2 separate regions of the Mus musculus genome follow, and region 1 is linked to region 2. Evidence: chromatin contacts called from public promoter capture Hi-C data. All regions are on one chromosome and are shown on one strand. Each heading gives the region's core, a stretch centred on a gene start, on an enhancer-like site or on the middle of the called end of the contact. The rest is flanking DNA. Distances are from core to core; before and after follow the strand shown. Region 1 overlaps Smurf1 (SMAD specific E3 ubiquitin protein ligase 1). Region 2 overlaps Trrap (transformation/transcription domain-associated protein).

Region 1 (3,628 bases), core at 1,034-3,533, 120 kb after region 2:
AACAAAATACTAACTCTGACCTTGTTCCATAAAAGCAACCCCCCTAAGAATTATGCCCCAATCCTGAAGCATTAAAGCTAGCCCTTGACAGTCTCTTGTTCTAGAATATTTGGAGTGGGGGTGAATCCAAACACTGGATGCGAAAGGGCCACAGCTCTAGCTTGGGTGGGCCTCCCCACACTAAGCACTCAAGCCTGCATACTCTAGCCTTGACCAGCCTTCCCTGTAGTATCTGAGTGCGAGTGGATCAGGCCCCATGCCAAAGAGGGAGGGAGAAAAATCACCACACAAATACCAGCTTACCACCCACTGAATGAGCCACCGTCCAGATCCAATTAGAACTTAAGAGAAGGGTTTAAGCAAGCAGATGACAGTGAGCCAGCAGGATACTCAAGGCAGGGCCAACTGCACTTCCAAAGCCTAAACTTGGCCTCAGAGGACACTCACTGAACCCCAAGCTAGGCTGGCAGCCAGCAAGCCCCAGCGATCCTCCTGTGGTTACAAAGCATTCATGATGGTGCTATGTGCATAGGCGCAGGGGACTCAAACCTGGTTGCTCATGCTTATATAGCAAGTGCTCTTCCCCCATCCCAGCCCGTGGCTGCATTTTATCAGTGTCTCAGACTTGAATAGAAATTATTCAGAGTCTCCTCTCAACCTTCTCTAACTCCAGTGTAGGCCCAACCAAATCAGGAAGTCAACTTTGTATCAAATACAGACCTGGCACCACTGTTTCCCTTCTCCAGCTCAGCATCTATTATTCCACCTGTCGGCTACCTGCCTGACAGCCTAGCAGTTATTAAAGTGTCTTTCAAAAGACTTCCTTTCAGTACAGGAGAGATGGCTCAGTGGTGCATACTGCTCCCCTAGAGGATCCGACCAGGACCAACACCTGCTTGAGGTAGCTCAACTTCCTATACCTCTAACTTCAGGGGGAACCTAAACCTGACCTCTGCAGGCACCAGCACTTTATATGCATGCATCCACATGCATATACATTGTTAAAAACAGTAAAACAAATCCACATTATATGCATGCATCCACATACATATACAGTGTTAAAAACAGTAAAATAAATCTTTGAAAATATTTGATCTAAATTATGCATTTGTCTATGTGTGTATGCACATGTGAGCGCAGTGCTCATGGAGACCAGAAGAAGGTGCTAGATTTCCCGGCACTGGTCTTAACTAGATTGTGAACTACCCAACATGGGCAAAAGCCGTGGTGCTCTTAACTAACCACTGTGCCACCTCTTCCACCACAACAAATGGCTTTTAGAAGAAACTGTAAGTCATTTAGCTTTAACTTGGTGCCAACTTAGAAGTCCCCGTAAAACACCTGAGAGACTGTCAGCCTACAGTCTAACAGAAGCAAAGGACCATGACAAGTCCTATTTTGTGGAGGGGGTAATTTATTCCCTCGTTAGACAGCAGACAGCATACTGTCACTAGGCTCCTGTTCGAGCGACCACAGCAACAACAGCAGCCAAAGTGAGGACTCTGTGTGCCCTTCCTACCAGTCCCCATAGCTAGATGGTAGCCAGGCCAAGGTTAGGAGCCAGGTCACTGGCCTCTAGTGCTGGGACCTACCTCTCAGCCACCCCATTTGCTAAAACCTGAGTCCCTTCTTTCCAATCCCCTCCCTGCTCCAATCCTACACTGCCACCCCACCCCTTCCTACTTTGTGCACGGTCCCTCTGCCCATCTACGTCCTTCCACTGCCCACTGAGAGTCACTTCCCGAGCAGCCAAAGAGCTCAGACCCACCAGCTGCTCCCTTCCAACCCAACACTTGTCAATGGCTCTCAGCTTAGTCAGCACCCCCGCCTCTGCCCTGTGATGGAACTGGGAGCACACAGGAGCTCCTTCCAATCCCCTTCATCCTGTGAGTCCAGCTTGCAAGGAACCAGCCCCCAGACACGGCTCCCATGCTCATCCTCCCTTAGAAATAACCTGACAACTCCATATTCTAATACAAAAATTATGTTCAAGAATGAAGACTTGAACCTCATTAAAATACTCCTTATTGTTTCTTCTTTATATTTTTAACAAGTAGATAGGCTTTTTTGTTGGGGGGGGTTTGTTTGTTTGTTTGATTACAAAGCACCCTTGGTGTATATCCATTTGTGGGAAAGACTTCAGTGTTTGTTTAAAGTTGTTACTCTTCCATCAGATGATCTCTGCTCTGTAACAAACTATCAGATCATCTCAACTGGGTTCATCCAAAGTATCACACATCTCACAGCTGCCAAAAAGGAACAAGCTCTATCAATTGGGAGGGGCTGAGGTGACAGGAACAAATTAATGTAACAAGGGCTGGCTCCCTGGCTGGCACTGCCTTGCCTGTGCCCAGTACCAGTTGGCAGGGAAGGATGGAACGGAAGAAACAAACACCTTGGCTCCAGAGGATCTTGAAGGGACCCAGGCTGAGGGAGTGTTCACTGTGACACAGCTTCAGGGTACTCCATGACAGAATTGGATCATGTAACATCATCATTGTCCCACAGAACAGCAAAGCAACCAGGAAATGGGAAAGAAGACATGGGTCTGACTGAGCCGCTCAGGCACACCCTGAAGCAGAAAAATGTACTTTACCCCTTTGTCTGGGCTACCTGAAAAGGCAAGGGCTGGGACCAGTAGCATGCTCCACCCCTGTCTGCAAGATCCTGGGGACTGGAGCCGGCCCTCAGGAGCCTTCTCCATCATGGGCAGGCACTGTGTATTTAAAAACACTAACTAAAACAAATCCCGGGCTATGAGACGTGCACTTGTGATTAATGAGTTGTTTTTTCTAAGTAAAGCGCAGTCTATGATGGTGTAAGAACTACTGAATGCCTGACTCTCCCTGCTGGAGCTGAACCCGTGGGACAGCACCAGCAACATCCTGCTCCCTGCAAAGCCTGCTGGGACGGACGGACGGACGGACGCTTCAGTCTAAGCCACACTGGTCACAGTGACCAGGAAGGGATTCCAGCTGGTTAACTCTCCCCCAACGGAGAGCAGTTTTCCTTTTATTTCAAATTACGTGTCCTTTTCTCTTCCTTTCCTAAAGTAAAGTCTATTTCTAATCCTGTTGTGATGAGCCCTGTACACAACTCCGCAAGTAAACCCCACCGGACTCTGTATTTGAAAAGGCGGCACTTTGATTTCAGGATGCATTAAAACATAAAACACACATTGTTTTGGGGGTTGCTGTTGTTATTTGGTTGGCTGGTTTGGTTAGGTTTTGGACAGGGTCTTATATTGCCCAGATTAGCCTCCAGTTAAGATGGCCTTGATCCCTCTGTCTCCACATTTAAATGCTAGGGCCACCTACAGCGTAAGTCACCACATATGCTGGAGTCACCTTTTATAAAATTATAGCCAACACCTTCAAATACTACTCCAGTACAAGCTGAGCATGGTCTCGCATTCCTGGCAACCCCAAACTTAGGACCCTGAGGCTGGACGATCAATACTTCCAGGCCAGCCTCGGATACACAGTAAAATTCTGTCTTTTTAAGAATTCAGATACTTTACATGCCATATGTACTCAAGACAGAGTAACCCAACAAAGTAGCTGCCCTTCTATGGCTGTCTTTAAAGTAGAATCTGGCAACTCAGAGCCAATGGAGTAAGCCACAAATA
Region 2 (3,523 bases), core at 180-2,679:
GTGTGTGCCACCACGCCTGGCTTTTTGTTTTGTTTTTAAGACAGGGTCTCAATATGTTAACTCAGGCTAGTTCTGAACTCTCAGACATCTGCCTATTTACGGCTCCTGAGTGCTGGATTAAAGACATGCACCACCATAACCAGCCCTTCTGTCTCTGTTTTAAAACGTTATTTGACTTGAAAAGGTACTGGTCCTGCACTGTGTTGTGTGGATGGCTTCCTTTCAGGTGTTCATAGAGAGGAAGTTAGGTCACAGTATCATACCAAGCAGTCTGAGATTGCTCATGTTCTGACAAAGTGTACTTAGAGCTGCCCTTAATGGTGTCAAACAGCCAATCCAAAGATGATGTGCGACTGTCCCGTGGCAGAGGAAAGGCACCGCTGCACGCTCCACAGCCTGCAGCTGCTAACCCAGCTCCCTGCCCTGTGTTACAGGCACATCAAGCGTGGCCTCCAAGTATGAGGAGCTGGAGTGCCTCTATGCGGCCGTGGGGAAGGTCATCTACGAAGGCCTCACTAACTACGAGAAGGCCACCAGCGCCAACCCCTCCCAGCTCTTCGGTGAGCACCTGTGTGGTTCCCCAGAAGTGGCTTGGGCTGTGGTCCCTGCTCACTGGACAGCGGTCATGGGAAAACCTGCCAGGCCCTTCAGGCTGATGGGCTGTCTTCTTGGAGTTTGGTATTCTGTCTATCACTTGTCCAGAAAGAATTCTCTGAGTCTTTTGCTCAGCCCCAGTGCAGACTTGGTTTGAAGAGAGTTGCCTGTGCACTGGTCAGGGAATTGCTGCCCCTGGGTCATGTCCACTCATCAGTCAGCTAGATGACCAGCAGCTGGATAACCGTCCCAGGTACCCTGAAGTCCAAGTTAAGAGGCACCTTGCCCCTTGTCATACTAGTTCACATTTAGGCTCAGAATTGGGTTGGTCTCATACATTTTTTTTCCCTCCCATATTACATTCTCGTGTAAAACTTGGGAAGTGACAGTTACTGATAAGCCTCTTGTAATAAATACTAATAGTTTGGTGTATATAATTTTCTTTTTTATTCAGTGGGCTTTTGTTGTTTTGTTTTTTCTCCAAGACAGGGTTTCTCTTTGTAGCCTTAACTGTCCTGGAACTTGCTCTGTAGACCAGGCTGGCCTCTGCCTCCTGAGTGCTAGCATGAAAAGCAAGCCCCACCACCCCGGCAGACTGTTTGATTCACTATGTGTGCACACGCATGCATGTGCCTCATGGAGGCCAGAGGCGTCAGTATCCCCTAGAGTAAGAAGGGACACTTGTTCAGCAGCTGTTCTGGAAAGCGAAGCGAGTCTTGTACAAGAAGACTGTTGAGCTCTCAGCGCCTGTGTATTGTTTTCTCTACATAGGAGCATACATAAGTCACCCTGGCTGTGAAAGTGTTGCTGTCTAACCGCAGTCTCAATCATTCTGCTATTAATTTTGTAAAAACCCCTTGCTTGCCAAAACTGGTTGTTTGCTCACTGCAACTCAGGGCCCAAGTGTGTTTGGTTTAATTAGGCTGTCACCCTGTTCACACCTGGCTGCGAGAGCCAGCTGATTGGCTTTTGTGGTGTCAACACGGCTCTCTTGGGTGTTGTGGCCCCCATCCTAGGGTAAAGGAACATGTCTGTTGTATTCATTATCCACGGTGCTCAGAGAAGAGCTGACCCCATGGGCCTTGTCTTCCTCCTCTGTGGGTAACAGCAGGCTAGGGTGGCCCACAGTGATGGGTGCTGAGGGAGCTGGCTGTGCCAAGGTTCTCCTTGTCTGGCGGACTCAGCTCTGACACTGTTAGAGGACAGCACAGTAAGGCACATCTCATTTTCATCATGGATCAAAATTATCTGGGTTAAAATCAGCCTGGCTGTGCCATGGCTGCTATACAGAAACAGACTTTAACAAGGGCAGCCTGAATTGTCCACACCTGAGATGATGGCCTGTACAAATGGCAGATGCCCTCTGATGGGCCTGTCATATAACCCAGGAGTAGAGTTCATGTTCTGTCAGGGTCAAGATGATGTTGAAGACATTCCTAGTGAAAGATCAATTCTTGGCAGACACTTAGACATTGTGTGTCATCCCATCTGAGTTTTGGGGATCAGGCTTGGGTCCTTGGGTTAGCTAGGCAAGCACCACATTGGCTGAACTGTCTCTCCAGCACAGCTATTTCTTTGTAAAATAACTGCTATTCCTGCTCTGCAGGAACACTTATGATCCTCAAGTCAGCCTGTTGCAACAACCCAAGCTACATTGACAGGCTCATCTCTGTCTTCATGCGCTCCCTACAGAAGATGGTCCGAGAGCATCTAAATCCACAGACAGCATCCGGGAGCACCGAAGCAACCGCAGGTGACAGCCCAGGGCTGGTGTTCTTTCTCTACCTGCAAGATGACTTCGTTGGTCATCTTGTCATTGCGGGCTCTGTGTTTGGACATTGCCGTGAACTTGGGTTAATATGAAGTTCTGTTGATTTGCTCTTGTGACAGAGGTTTAAATTCAAAATGCTGCTCAGGCCAAACATTAAGTTTAAAAATTGTGAGTATAAGAATGAGAAGCAGTTGAAAATGGAGATATGATGTGAACCTTCACCACTGAGCATTCAGAGTTGTTTCTGAAGAATTATGCCAGCTTCCAGAGCAGAGCCAAGGCTCCTCCTGACAGGAGAGTTGGGGAGTCACAGGGTGTTGTGTTTTCCATGGCTGCTGAGAGTTTCCCGAGGACCCAAGTGCCCTGTGTAGGTCCCACCAGCTCTTGTCATCCCCCTTTCCTATGGCCGAGGCTGCTGGAGGGCTCTTTGCCAGGAGCCACTATAGGAAGTGGGATGGCGTCAAATCCCAGCATGCCAGTTTCTGGGGAAAGGCTTAGCGTGGAAGGCACAGCTCTTGTGGCTGTTTTCTGCAGACAGCAGCTCCTTTGAATGCATCTGTAGGGTCAGACACATGCATTTGTTCTTCCTCGGCACAGCTGGAACAAGCGAGTTGGTGATGCTGAGCCTGGATCTTGTGAAGACTCGTCTGGCGGTGATGAGCATGGAGATGCGGAAGAACTTCATCCAGACCATCTTGACCTCCCTCATTGAGAAGTCCCCAGATGCCAAGATCCTCCGAGCTGTGGTGAAGATTGTGGAAGAATGGGTTAAGAATAATTCCCCGATGGCAGCCAATCAGGTGAGCTGGCTGGAAGGTTGCCCTGTCTGGAACCCAGGAATATTCTTCCTTCTGAAACATGTAGAACAAGAAACTGTTGTATCATGCCCATGTAACTTTGCTTGATGAGATGTTTACTGGGCCACTGGGGTGAGCCAGGCAAGTGAACTAACCTGCTAGACTTCTCACAGTGGCTTTTCTTTGGTTAAAGTGTTACATGAACCTTGCATGTTTATTCTTTAATGGTGAGGGCTGTGAAGTAGTGCTGTAGGTAAGGGACTTTCATGTAAGGCTGCTTGGGCACCTCTGCCTTGTTTCCCAGGAGTCAGCTGTGAGTCAGCCAGGTCAAGATTGTGTTATTGGTAAAATAACAGGGACA

Evidence for each region. Capture Hi-C pulls out chosen DNA fragments and counts their contacts.
Region 1: a promoter capture Hi-C map of pancreatic islet shows a contact between it and region 2. The contact joins two enhancer-like sites. A contact is called at or near these places in 1 of 115 datasets of contacts at active chromatin or transcription factors (embryonic stem cells) and 2 of 9 other capture datasets (adipose tissue and pancreatic islet).

What each region holds. Positions count from the first base shown.
Region 1 is chr5:144,945,883-144,949,510 of GRCm38.p6, forward strand. All of the region lies in intron 1 of Smurf1 (SMAD specific E3 ubiquitin protein ligase 1), which reads right to left. Among named protein-coding and RNA genes, the nearest start is that of Smurf1, 18 kb to the right of the region's middle. Within about 2 kb of position 2,284, at least 48 of the 459 cell types and tissues checked have an H3K27ac peak or open chromatin away from gene starts, as enhancers often do. A contact at or near this core is called in pancreatic islet, where this site is marked.
Region 2 is chr5:144,822,257-144,825,779 of GRCm38.p6, forward strand. Trrap (transformation/transcription domain-associated protein) reads left to right here. Exons shown (of 71, transcript NM_001081362.2): 45 at 435-560; 46 at 2,201-2,347; 47 at 2,963-3,165. Among named protein-coding and RNA genes, the nearest start is that of Gm23995, 50 kb to the left of the region's middle. Within about 2 kb of position 1,430, at least 7 of the 459 cell types and tissues checked have an H3K27ac peak or open chromatin away from gene starts, as enhancers often do. A contact at or near this core is called in pancreatic islet, where this site is marked.